2 separate regions of the Hordeum vulgare genome follow, and region 1 is linked to region 2. The links are chromatin contacts, called in public Hi-C maps. All regions are on one chromosome and are shown on one strand. Each heading gives the region's core, a stretch centred on a gene start, on an enhancer-like site or on the middle of the called end of the contact. The rest is flanking DNA. Distances are from core to core; before and after follow the strand shown.

The links. Hi-C and Micro-C count contacts between places; a contact is called where the count stands out from the background.
Region 1: a contact with region 2 is called in a Hi-C map of leaf, with 2.7 times the contacts expected there. The contact joins the enhancer-like site here to the promoter of LOC123424352 in region 2. A contact is called at or near these places in 3 of 6 Hi-C or Micro-C datasets (leaf and seedling).

Annotation. Positions count from the first base shown.
Region 1 is chr2H:8,566,345-8,573,920 of MorexV3_pseudomolecules_assembly, forward strand. No RefSeq gene overlaps it. Among protein-coding and RNA genes, the nearest start is that of LOC123424355, 30 kb to the left of the region's middle. Within about 2 kb of position 2,242, at least 3 of the 3 cell types and tissues checked have open chromatin away from gene starts, as enhancers often do. A contact at or near this core is called in leaf and seedling, where this site is marked.
Region 2 is chr2H:8,301,965-8,308,648 of MorexV3_pseudomolecules_assembly, forward strand. It overlaps LOC123424352 (disease resistance protein RGA5-like), which reads right to left and starts at 5,222. Exons shown (of 7, transcript XM_045107956.1): 1 at 5,051-5,222; 2 at 4,162-4,863. The coding sequence starts at 4,853.

The sequences.
Region 1 (7,576 bases), core at 992-3,491, 260 kb after region 2:
AAGGTGGTGAGAATGGCTACATGGAGGACGGCGAGGTTATCGTGCTCTCCTTTGACGACGAGGTCGAAGGTGGCAACGACGACAGCGTGAAGGGCGGTGAGTTGGGCGGAGAGGACGAAGAGATTCATGGCGATGAGTGAAGGAATGTCTTCCCTGACGACCACAACGACTGCACTGCTCCAAATCACGGCACACCGTACGTGACGAGGAACGATTGGCTAGACCTCACCTTCGACCGAAAGTAGTTTAGTTGCTTAGTTTAGTTTAAATTTATGCTTTACGTTTGGTTGTGCAAAACTATCTATGTTTATGTTTTAATGCATGTTATTTTCAGTTCAAATTGCTTTGAATTTGATCAAATTAAAAATTACTCCGTTAAGTTTAGGGGACAGGCTAAAAAGGGTAAAAAACTAGTGCAGTATATATACTTCACTAAAGGTTTTACTGTTGGGGAACTTTGCATGGGAAACAAAAAAAATTCCTACGCTCGTCAACATCAATCTAGGATATGCACATCTATGAGAGGAGAGATTGTATCTATATATCTTTGTAGATCGCTTAGCGGAATCGTAAAGAAACCTGGTGGATGTAGTCGAATGTCTTTGTGATCCTATCACGATCCGTCCCGCAACTCCCGATCAAATGCCGAACGGATGGCACCTCCGCCTTCAGCACACGTACAACCCGATGACGTCTCCGCCTGCTCGATCCAGCGAGCAAGGGCAGAGAAGTAGATGAGTTCTCCATCAACACTACGGCATGGTGGCGATGGTGGTGGTGCTATCACGGCAGGGCTACGCCTAGCGCTACCGAAACCGCGAACAGAGGAGAAAACGATCTAGGAAGAGAGAGGGGCGCCAAGGGCTTCGTGTGTGCTCTTGGGGTGCCCCTCCCCTCTATATATAGGTGGAGGGGCGTGGGGAACAGCCTCTCCAAGCCCAAGGGCGCAGCCAAGGGGGAGCAGGTGGAATCCTATATAGTCCCCCTCCTTCCCTTCCATACAAAGGTGGACTTTCCATGGATAGGAAACCTTGACCACCTTTGATCAACGAGCTAGTCCATTAGAGGCTCACTGGGACACAGTGTTGTCTATGTACCTACACTGTATTCTAGTTTGCAATCAATATAATTCTAGCATGGATATTAAACTATTATCATGAACACGGAAATACAATAATAACCACTTTATTATTGCATATAGGGCATATTTCCAACAGTCTACCACTTGACCTAGAGTCAATAATCTAGTTCACATCACTATGTGATTAACACGGAATGAGTTCTGGGGTTTGATCATGTTTTTCTTGTGAGAGAGGTTTTAGTCAGTCGGACTGCAACATTCAGATCTGTATGTACTTTAAAAATCTCCATGTCATTCTGTAGCTGCTGCTACCACGCCCCACTTGGAAATATTCCAAATGGTTGATCCACTATACGAATTTGGTTTGCTACTTAGAGTCATCCGGATTGGTGTCAAAGCTTGCATCCTGATACCCTTGTCGTAATCACTATAAGGAAGAGCAGCCGCAAGGGCTGTCACATGATGGTTGGGTGACCATGTTTAGAACTATCAGTTGAAGAACTGTTAGTTAATTAGTTAGTATGTTAAGATGAATGTCTGATACATTGATGTTATTTGTTTCTTAGGTTGAACAACTTTCAAGTGATATTGATGGTTCTTTCTATATATTGATCATGGTGCTATTGTGTAATTGTTCTTTCATTGCTATATGTAGTAGCTAGAGTCGAGTTGAATGAAAAGCATAAAATAAAATGGTAAACATAGAAATAAAAGGGGGAAACACAATATGAAAACCCCCAGAGCCTGGCAGCTGTTGAGGTGTGACCACCTTTTGGTTCCGGTCGGTGTTACCAATCGGGACTAAAGGTCCTTTTGTCTAGGCGCTTCCTAACGACCACGTGAAGCTCCTCTGGACCCGGTTCGTAAGCAAATCAAGACTAAAGGTTTTAGGCATTAGTCCCGATCGTCTAGAAGGTGGAGTACTATAAGAGAAAGGGCAATTGGATTCGCCGGTTCTCTCTCCTTAATAACTCACGTGTCACACGATATGTATATATATATATATATATATATATATATATATATATACATATATATATATACATATATATATATTTTTTTTATATATATATGGATGTCAATTAGCGAGCAGTATTGCATGTGTAATAACTCGTGAAAATCTCCCGCACGCTCATGGACCACAAGAGACACTCTCGTGCGTCATGTGCTACCTGAACGTTATATATGGGTCGACCGACACCTGCAGAAACCCGGCCAGCATCAGTGCAAGATTCCAAAGCGACAGCGAACTGATCAAGAGACGGCAGCCAGGAGCCGAACGTCGTCTAGGTCGGGTTGGCTCCCATGAATAACACGTTTTAAGGCGTTTCCACTGTTACCCAGCCAACCTCTAAATCGCGCGGGATACTTTGAGGACTGCGAGCATGCAGCGCTGCTGTTACCTACCAGGGGAAATGAAGTATAATTGACAGTAAAACAGGAGAGTGGTGGAAGAAAAATATGGAAAAAGGATAGGCAATGAATCACTGTTAGGTGGGCCCAATTTCCAGCTGGGCATTTTGTCCACGCACACGTTCCATATCAGCCCGACAAATGAGTCCCACCAGCTAACTTTGTTGTTAGAACACGTTTATTGTCATATACACCTGCCCCAGTCGTGGTGTTTTTATTGTGATTTTTGGCAAGAGTACGTAGTGGCTATGTGATATCCAAGCTCAAATGTATTGGATTTTGTAATTTACTTGCATTATGTTTCTTCTTTTCCTGAACAAGCACGAGACTGGATGTGATTTTGAATTAGAAGAAAAAGTGTATAAATGTAAATGACAAGCATTTTACAAAACAAAACAGCACAGTTTATTGTACCACCAGCTCTACTTGTGATCAAGCCTCTCTAATTCGAGGGCCCAAAATCAGATGACCATAGTGCATTAATACGGTGCCCAAAAGTTTGGGCCCTCGAAAATGTGGTGATGAGATGTGTATTGCGTATTCTCTATGTTTTGATATTGGTTAATCTGACCAATTGCTCGTTTTGGATGGTCAAATTTTTCTTTCCGGCTGCTAAGGCCAACTCTACCGCACGACCCCATTCTATCCTGCCCCGTCCGTTTGGGGTAAAAAGAACAAACAGGTCGGCCCAACGCGAGACGGCCCGGACCCATCCTGTCCGTTTTGTGTCCGGCACGATCCATTTCGAGCGTAAATTTGTGCATGATTTGGGTCGCGACGGACATCAAACGGACACGCGTTCGTCCGCGTCGTGGATGCGTGGCAGGCAGCCACCTACCTCCCACCTGCCCACATCAATACGCACGAGCGGCCGGGTCCGTCTGTCATCCACCCAGGGAACGGTCGCGGTCCTTCTTAAATGGAAAAGCCGTGGACCGGTCATCGTCCATAGTTTCCATCGCCACCCCGCGGCCTCCTCGAAACCCGACAACCGCGAACCCTAGCAGCCTCCTCGAACTCGCTGGTCGCCTACCTCGCAGCAGCCATGGGCCTGTGGAACTCCTGTTGCAAGGGCAACCACGACCGCGAGGCTGGCTCCTCGTCGGGACGCCGACGTGGCTCCGTGAAGGAGGAGGCCGCATCGCCACCGCGCAGTTCCTCCGCCGCGGCTCCCTTCACCATCGCCCCTAGGCCTGCTGGCCAGGGCGACCGGCAGTACCTCAGCGCTGAGGTATGCCGGCGCTACTGGGAGACGAGGACGCCGGTCCCGTGGAGCGACGTCCACCTCCCCAACGCGTGGAACCAGTGCTATTAATTTGTTATACACCTGCCCCAGTCGTGGTTTTTTTATTGTAATTTTTGGCAAGAGTAGTACGTAGTGGCTATGTGATATCCAAGCCCAAATGTATTGGCTTTTGTAATATACTTGCAGTATGTTTCTTCTTTTCCTGAGCAGGCACGAGACTGCATGTGATTTTGAATTAGAAGAAAAAGTGTATGAATGACAAGCATTTTACAAAACAAAAGAACACAGTTTATTGTACCACCAGCTCTACTTGTGATCAAGGCTCTCAAATTTGAGGGCCCAAAATCAGATGACCACAGTGCATAAATACAGTGCCCAGGAGGAAAAAGTTTAGGCCATCGAAAATGCGGTGGTGAGATGTGTATTGCGTATTCTCTATGCTTTGATATTGGTTAGTCCTACCAATTGCTCGTTTTGGATGGTGAAATTTTCCTTTACGGCTGCTGCTAAGATTTGGTTGGGTCGGAGCGTGACGGGAGGCTGCTATCTTTTTCTTTCTTTCTCTACGGACCAGGGTCGATGGGGGCGTCTATGGCTCGGCCATATATATATACATATGCTAGCTTGCTACGTTACCTACCACCAGTAAGCTGAGCTGCGAACGAACAGATCCATGGAGGGTTACTGGATAACCTCATGGTTCGTAGCCCTATCAACCCTATCATACTTTTGGCTTCTCAAGCTCGCCGACCGCAGGAGCAACAACCCAAGAATGCCTCGTGCACCATGGATTCCGCAGACGATCATCGGCAGCCTCCGCCACGCCGTCAGCACCATCAGCGAGTTGTGTCGCGGGCATGGGCCACCGATGCTCCTCAAGCTCCGCGAGATCCCCACCGTGTTGGTGGTCTCCAGCGCTCAGGTGGGCAGCCTCGTCCGCTCCATCGCGGCTTCTGCCATCGACGCCAGCCAGAAGGTGGCAGTGCTTAGCAACGACGTCGTGACGCTGGCGGGGTTGGGCGGCAAGTTCGAGCCGCAGGAGGAGTGGACATACGTGCCTCCGCGACGCCGGCGAGATCATGGACCTGCTGGGAGGCCTCCGCCTCGTCAACCTCAACCTCTCCCCGTCGTCGCCGCTGCTGCTGTGGCTCAGCAATGTCGAGCGCCGGCCGAAGAGGGTATGCGCTAGCACGCAGCACATCGTCGGCGACAAGGTGACGCGTGGCCTGCTGGGTCCATTAGTATTGTTATTACCCAATAGAATGGCAGCGATCTCGGGCATGCCGGCGGTGAATTTTTGTACGGAAAGTACGCATGCTCGTTAGTGAAGACCAGTGAACATGGCTTATTTTCCAATAAGGGTCACGCTGTATGAATCCATAGCACCTTGTATCCATGTGTCCAGGTTTCAAATTTGGTGATATAACTCTTATGTTCTGTCTGACCTTTGATACACTCCTCGTCTTGTTGGAGACTATAACTTCCATTATGTATCTATGAATATGATCTTATCAAAAAAATTATGTCGGTATAAACGGTTATTAGCCCAAGGCCAAGACGAAGACACCATAGTTCATGATCATCACTAGTTGCGCCGATGGATTCATGTTTGTCATTACATTGTTAGGAGCCGGAGAGGTCACCTTCAACTGCATATGCATTAGAGGGTAAGGACGAAAATGTCACATAGCTGTCACACAACAATTCACTATTCGATAGAGACGTCTCACCTCCTATTATCATGTTAATTAACTATCACATGGCCTATATATCTATATGTGATTAAATAAATTGGTTGCTACTAGGAAATTTGGTGTGCTCATGCACAAGAAGAACAAAAAAGTTTGTAACTAAGGACCTCCTTCAAGTTGGGAGGATAAGGCGAGATCACACTACCCCCTTCATGAATCCGGGTTTATAAGGTGGACACACATTTTCAGATATTTAGTCTGACTAAAGAGACGAGTGTAATATGTAACCAAAAATATATACTCCCACCGGTGACCTAAAATGTGTTATATTAGTTTATGAAGGGAGTATTTGAAAACTTCATTAGGTCACGAATTCAATGATTTTTTTCAGCGAGGGATATATGTATTAGTGAGGTTTAGTTACTAGTATAGATATATTGTTGCTACTTATTTAAGTTAATATACAGTTAGATCGAAGCCTTCGTAGACATAGTTGCAATTACAATCTCAATAATACTAGCACACGAACATATTCCAACGGACTCTATGGGGTGGGAAGCATGCCTTCATGTAGTGCCGACCCTCCCCTCCACACCCCCACCCCCCCCCCCCACCCATAATTACATAGTTGGCCCGCCCTACTTAATTAAACCACATCCAATCATCTCCAACACCCCGCAAATTGACATTTCTATTTAGCGCCCCAGGCGCTAGTTAACGTGCATTTTGTTAACTGGTGCGTGCAGCTTTCTTACATGGGCCTGCCCATCTAGCAGCAGGGTGCATGATTTTAAAAAAATAAAATTGTGAGCTTTTTTGAATACTGATGATTGTTTTTAAGTTTTGACGAACATTTTTTTAAAATGGATGAACTTTTCTTTGAAAACAATGAACCTTTTGTAAAATACTAAAATTCTATGAAATTTTTTGAATACTGATGAACTTTTTTGAAAATTGATGAACATCTTTCTGAAAATGGATGATTTTCTTTCAAAGTTGATGAACTTTTTAAAGATTTATGAACTTTTCTTTCAGTTCAATGAACTATTTTAAAAATAAATGAATTTGTTTTGAATTTATATGAACTTTCTAAAAGTTTAACCAAATGATTACAAATTTAATGAACTTTTTGTAAATTGGATCATTTTTTTCAATTTCAATGAACTTTTATTAAAATTGATGAACTTTAAAAAAAATTGATGAACACTTTTTAAATATATGATTTATTTCGAATGGATGAACCTTTTTATTTAAATCTGTAAATCTTTTTTTATTTCTTATTTTTATTTTTGTAAAAAATAGAAAAATTGGACGGTTTTTGCTACTAGGTCCATAGAAGAAAAACCAAACAAAAAAAGGTAGCTCGCGTGCTAGTGGGCCGTCCCATGATACAACGTCACATTGTTAACGGGCGCCTGCAGCGCTGTCTAGGAGCTCCCCCGCAAATCCCCCTAAAAAACCCGTGCGTCCAACATTGTTCTTTCAATTTGCTGGTCCCTTTCAAGACGTCCCACTTGACGTTGTGGTATATCATAAGCACTACTCACTTCCTTCTCTCCAGATTATTTGAAGTTTTAGCTTTGTTATAAGTCAAATTTCTTTATGTTTAATCAAATTTATAAAATATATTAAAATTTATAACACCAAATTAGTGTCATTTGATTCATCATAAAATATACTCTGGTGTGTTATTTATTGAATGTTGTTTATGTTACCACATTTTTCTATAGAGAAATTTAATTGAGGACAAACTAAGAAAAATGAAGTATTACACAGTAATAAGTCTGCAATCGGCTGTTCAACAAAAAAATCTGCAAGTGGAGTTTGATGCTTTCTTGTATGATTTTGGTAGCCCAACTTGTATTTTTAACATCTCCTACCTCGAAGCTTCGCTACATAGTCCTTCAATCCTCTCCAATCCCCTTGTGGTGGGGATTAACCGAACAATCCCTAAGGGTCCGGCCGAAGTGGAGAGGAGGTGGAGGAGTCCACCACCAACCCTACTTCTAGTAGGATTCCATCTTTTCTCCTCCTTCCCTTTTTCCCTTTTTCCCCTTCTTTTGCTCCTTGGCCGAAATAGGCCCTCTTGGGCTGACCGCACCAGCCGACTAAGGGTTGGTTAGGCATATTAGGTTCTTTCCCGGG
Region 2 (6,684 bases), core at 3,972-6,471:
TGGCGTAAATTGTCCATGTGGGAGCTATTGGGGGCTCTGTATATTTGCGAAAACCCGGTTAGCTTATATTGTAGTCTTCCGCTATGATTGACTTTGGATGCAATTTCAAATAATTTTCCATGAGGGTCATGTGGATTTTTTTTCTTCTGAATGACAAGTATATGACGGGTACTTGAAGTTTTCAAGGATGTTTTTGCTGTTTCTTTACTACTGCGACCACAGAAATTTCAGTACACCCTTTTTTTTTATTCACGTAACCTTCATTGTATAATGATATCCACTTGCTATCATATTCTGTTTATGTTACTTCTTAAGCCTATCAAACAAAAAGCCTAGATACACTCAATACAATTGGACAATAAAGAAGGAAAGATCACAAATGAGTCAACATAAATTTGTTGTGCGACTGGGCATTGAAGACAAAGAGGCAAATAGAAGCAATAGCTATATGCTGGGTACCAACCACCGGTAGCACCAAAAGTGTAAAATGATGAATAAGTTTGGGAATTTCGCATATACTTGAACAACCACTCTTAGGTGTGTCTCAATAAGTTTTAAATGCCAATAGAAAGATGGAAAGCAATTTATATCATTTAAATTGTGCAAGCAAAGACTTCAAAGAAAAATATATTGCTCATGACACCATCTGGAGTTTCATAGGCCAACCAATAGAACCTCAATTGACGGATAAGATTGGAAAACTTCACATCTACTTCAACAGAGGCCCCCGTTGTTCCATGGTTGTCTGTGCCTCAAAAAGGACATGAGGGCTTCTTCGATTGGGATATTGGCAATTCATAATTTCCATTTTGTTCCTGGGAAAATTGTCATTGTATCGAGAGTACAACTTCACTGTATTAACAAGAAGAATGTGACGGGTGGCTCACCATGAGCCTTGAGAAAACCCACCTTTAAGTAGTCTTCATGGAGTAGGACAAGCCATATCATTATCCTACCCTTCCTACCTACCACCACCATGGGTAGCCTTAATCATTTGTCATGCATCTTTAGCCTATGCCCATATATGGGCATGCATCCTCATTCACTCAGTACTTGAATACACTCAAGGGGATAGCATTAGAGCCCTGGGATCAGTAGACTCGATTCTCAAGAGTTGCAAATATATTCGATCAACCTCGGTCTAGGGATCGAGAGAGTGTGATGAGAAGTCGCAGACCATTCAGTCATTGGACAAACCATCCCTCAAGGTTTCCCTAACATGGTGCTAGGTCGTGCTTCACCAAGGGAGAACACTAACTTAAAAAAAACATCATTGTGTCACTCTTTTTGGTGTATGGTGACTTCGTTGTAAGGTTTGCATACGGACCATCTCCAAATTCATTTACAATTGTGTTAACAAAGATAACCACCTAGTTGAGACTTGTTTTCATAACATGAACATCAACTATAGGTCAACCTAGTTGAGAGTTGTTTTCATAACATGAACATCAACTATAGGTATTTTTTTCTCCCGTTGCAACACACGGACCCTTTGGCTATTAAACCTAAGGCAGAGACGCTCGCGGTGGACTCGACCAGGCGGGCGACCGTCCGTAGATTCAGAGATATCTTTTTTTTGTTTTGTTTTGTGGGGAGTAGATGTGCAGAGATGTTGGCGGCTGATGCCGGAGACGCGGGTCACGGATGCGAAGATGCCGGAGACGCTGGCCAAGCACGTGACGACACCGTCAGCAGACGCGGAGATATGCCGGAGGAGATGCCCTCCGCCTCCTCAAATTTCCGCCGCCGCATGTAGATTCCCACTGCCGCCGGTCCAATCCGTTTGTGCTGGAGGAAGGGGGTTCCGTGTGCAGGTCTGCTGCTGCGGGTTAATTTTTTCCAAAAGCGCCTAAACTAGTTAGGGCGGTGCTCTGCGGGCGCGCGTCGGCCGAAACTTTTGAAAAGCAGCACACGGGCTGTTTGATCCGTTAGATTGGATCTGTTTAATCGTCAGATATGTTCATACAACAAAAATTCTCGATGCATCAAATTTCGGTCCCGGATGCAGCAAAAAAATGAAGAAAGTATTAAAAAAGGAAACTTACAAAAATAAATATATGAATCAAACCCAAGGCCACCATTTTGACGAGTACTATCATCATACCGTGTGCCCTATCTCACACAAACACATCGATAAATTCGGCTCACCAAGCCGCCCGCCGCCGAGCCAGACACACCAATCCATCTAATAGACCCTCAACTCGTACCGTATGTGCACGCTCAATAATATGCCCCCGCCATCTTTCGTCATCCCATCGTTAGGTGTAATAAATGCATTGCCCTTGCCGAGGCTGACAACGCCGATGAACACGGTCCAGCACCGAGGCCCCACTGTGCCACGCTGTCGTCGATGATGAAGATGCAACACCACTCCATCTCTCGACCGCTCCAAGTTAACACCTGCTACAGAGCAATGCTCCTTGAAGGAAGCATGAGACCAAAGATACTGCGATCATTCGATCCAGGAGTCTCATACCTAGGGTTTCCCCGAGCATATTGAGCATGGTGATGCAACCTGCTATGACGATGCCACGATAAGGAAATGATGTCGGAGACACCGCCATCATCCGCCATGACCAAAGTTGGCACAGTTTTCATCGGATGTATCGCCACCTCGATCTCGCTACTGACTGGATGCGCGTGGAGCCTCACCATGAAGATGTACACCGCCACCATCGGTGGTCCCTCCAATCTAAGATCACTCCTGAACCAATGCCCTCAAGATGGACTACGACACAGAAACACCGTCATCGCTCGATCCCGAGAAAATCTAGGATTTCCCTGTGTCCTCGTGGACCCCGGCACTTCACCCCGAGCAACATGGCGGCCACCAAAGCCAATACCGATTGGGTGTGGCTGTGGACCAGCCCACTCGCATCCACCCCGTGCAGCAAAACATGCCTTCCAACGTGTTGCTTCATCACCACCGCCCCCAACCGTCACCACGCTGTCGCCTCGTGTTCTCGCCAGGAAGCAATCCGACATACCATGGAGACCCAGATCCAGGAGCACACACTCCCGCTCGTCAAGATGCCTCGCACCACCCTGCGCCGCGAGTGAACGATCTTCTCCGCCAATGCTATCAGCCGCCCAGGCTTAGCCCGATGGCGTTCTCCTGCAATGGCAGGGAGGAGGGAGCGAGTTGTGGCGGAGGGCCTAGATGTTGGGCTTGGGTGCCGCATGAGTTTCCCGAGCAAGAGGTCGAGGCGGGGGCGGGTGAATCGTCTTTCTTTTAAACAAGACTACTTAATTAAGTATTTCTTTTAATAACAAGATTAACGCAGCAATGCACGGATATAATCTAGTATATCTAAATTACAGTACATCCATGGAATCAAGAAAGTGATTTTATATTTACCTCGGGATATCTAGATTCGCGTTCTTTCTTTAAACTAGACAATTCCCAGCACGTTGTTGTAGGAATTGTTGGCAATATGTTTAGATGATACTTATTTATGTCGAATGTGAATATTACAATTGACAATATGAGCATGAAAATACAAATATATGAGACTTATTATACTTTCGAAATATTTTTGGAAAAGATGTATCATAATGCGAGTTTAAAATTCCTTGGAGTTGTTCACACATGTGTCTTTTTCATTGAGAAAAATTTGGACATGAGTAGTGAGGATGAACACCCCCCCGGCGTTGTTACGAGAACTTTGTTAAAAACATGTGTAAGTAGTTGTTATAAACTTAAAATCAGTAGAATAACGTGTCTAAAAATAAAATACAAACTTTTAAATAAGAGTTAAAAATGTTATTTCGAATTAAAATATGAAGGATGACTAACATGAACATATGATGTGGCAACGTTACATACATAGACTAATGCAAAAAATAGTTGTAATTTGTAAGTTAAATTTATGTCTTGCTTATGTGAAAGATTTTACATGAATTAGTGAGAGAAAATACTTAAATGCATTGCTTAGTGGAACGTTGAGGTGTACATTTTATATGTTGAGAGCACTTATGTGGAACACTTTGCATGGCTTAGTGGAAGAAAAAAATTAAATGCATTGCCTAGTGCGATGATGAGGTGGATACCTTATATGTTCAGAGAATTGAGACCAACTTTTTAAAAATGTAAAATGCATGACTCCACTAGCATACAATTGAAGCGATTGAAACTACTAGGTAGGTTCTAGAAAAATGCACCTTTTATTTTGTAGATGCTCGTTGATGTCGTGAATGAGGTCGTGCACCCCACTAGTGTTTGGTGGTTGGTGGGGACGAACTTGTACCAGTATGCTCCTGAGGATCCTCCTCATGTCAGGTTTCTTGGCCGTCCGCACAAAAGCCCGGCAATCGAAGTCCCCGAGTTTCTTCTCAAGCCATAGCTGTTTGGCAAGCGTGGTCTTGCCGATCCCACCAACACCCACAATGGATACAACCTTGAGCTGCTTATCTCCATCGGCCAGCCATTGGCAGAGTGTATCAACCGCTCCGCCCTTGGCATGAAGGCCCACTACTGGATCTGGCTTCCGGCCGCCGTCCGTTGGAAACCAGTGGTCAACGACAGGAAAAATATATGTACGGCTGGGGACAGTCTCAAGCAGGTATCTATCATACCGTTCATTAGCCGCCTTCACACGAGCCTTGAATCCGGACATCTTCTCGATCCAATCTGCTTGGGCGACGACACAGTTCTCCATCTCATAGGACAGCTCGCGCACATCCTTCATCCAGTTTATTGCTATATGGGGAAGGTCTTGTGCCTTAGAGAGCTTCAGCAGCCGGGTTGTGAGTTTCCGGATGCCATCCTCAAGTTTGGTATCCCGGATTGCATCTAGTTTCATAGAAAGGGAGCCCATGGCACCCAAACAAGCACTAAACAGAGGTAGTTCCATGTCCAACTCTCTGCACACAAAACAACGAACCAAATCAACAAGAAATCACACTAATATGACCAGATATACTCTAATTAGTCTGAGGTCCATGCAAAATCAGAAGAAACTCTAAACCGTTGCATCCAGGAGCGAACAGAAAAGAAAGCAGATCTGTTTCTTCTAGCGTGAATAATCCCTGGATGACGCATGCGGCGTACCAGTGGGCTTGCTCCTCGTAGCAGACGGGGGAGCCAGGTTAAGGTTGCTCCTCGTAGCAGACGGCGGCGCCAGGTTAAGGTTGCTCCGGCCCGGAACGGCAGATGTGGAGTGAAAGGAGAGACCAATTCACGGAAGAGAAGTGGTCAACATAGAACCAGGCAACGAATCAATATTGCAACACATATCGACTAGGCTAGTGGTCCACTTGAATAAACAATAATGGCGAGCTGGCGGTAACTTCCAATACTAATATAATCCGTACCATTATCATTGTACTACTTGTTTGAAAAAACTAAACTAGTTTTTCCCCACTACATTTATATGATACTCCTTCCGTCCCGGTTTAGAAAACACAGTTAAACTTGCGTGCGTTTCCAAAATAGACAAGGTTTAAGGCGAAAGCAATTACTTCTATTAATTAGTACTAGTACTACTTATGCATGCGCCCTCCCAATTTGCTGCTCACACATTAGTACTAGTGTTTTCTCAGTTGATTAGGCGCATTAGCATTTACACCTGCTACATCTCACAACCAATGGTCCGAGAGATTTTTTAAACATGCCTTCTAAACCGTGACGGAGGGAGTAGCAAAAAATGCTACACTTAGGGTGTGTTCAGTTTGAGGATAAGGTGTCATGGGATGGGTTGATTCCGTCCCTGGCAGCCCATCCTCGTGTTCACTTGTGTTTTCATCCGGAACCGGACCGTCCGCATGCAATGGATATTCCTTGAAGATGCTTCATCTACCGATGCCTGGAAAACGTTGGAACCGGCTCGTTATTCATCGATTAAACGCAAAAGAAAAGAAAAAAACAAAGCCTCACCGCTCACCCCCTCACCCCCGAGGACGTCCCACCCCCGAACCATATCCTCTCCCTCTCCCTCCCAGCCGCCGCTCTCCCCTCCTAGCCGCCGCTCTTCCCTCCCATCCGCCGCTCTCCCTTCCCAGCCGCCCTCCCAGCCGCCGCTCTTCCCTCCCAGCCGCCGCTCTCCACCGACGGTGAGACGACGGCCGCCGGCGGGGAAAGAACCGCGCCGACCCCATCTTCGTCGAGCTGCAGCAGGCCCTCCTCCTCCCAGCGCGACCCGCCGCGCCGACCCCATCTTCGTCAAGCTGCAGCAGCCCCTCCTCCTCCTGAAGGTATGCATCTTGTTGGCCAGCACCATCCCTCCACTTTTCTTGTACTAGGAAAAGCTAGGCTTCTTGTTGCTGTTATGTTTGATAGAGTCCATGCATTGTAGATGGTCAAGAGGGTGAATAGAAGGAAGAGGATGATTAGGGGTGCTGCTGTTTTTGTGGTTCTTGCTGCAGTGGCGGTAATTGTTCGTGCCATAATAAGGAAGAGGAGAGCTTGCATTTCCTATGGCCCTATGCATGAAAGAGACCGGCAAAGATTTGATTATCTAAGTAGCAAAATTTGGCAGTGTGATGTGAAGTGTAAAAACATGTTGAGGTTTGAGAGAGCTCCTTTCTTTCATTTGTGTGACATATTGAGGGATCGCAAGTTGCTCAAACCGACTATACATTTAGATGTGGAGCAACAAGTGGCAATTTTTTTTGCATACTATTAGACATAACCTTCGGAATAGGGTTGTGGCAACAAACTTTTGTAGATCATTTGGGACAATTAGC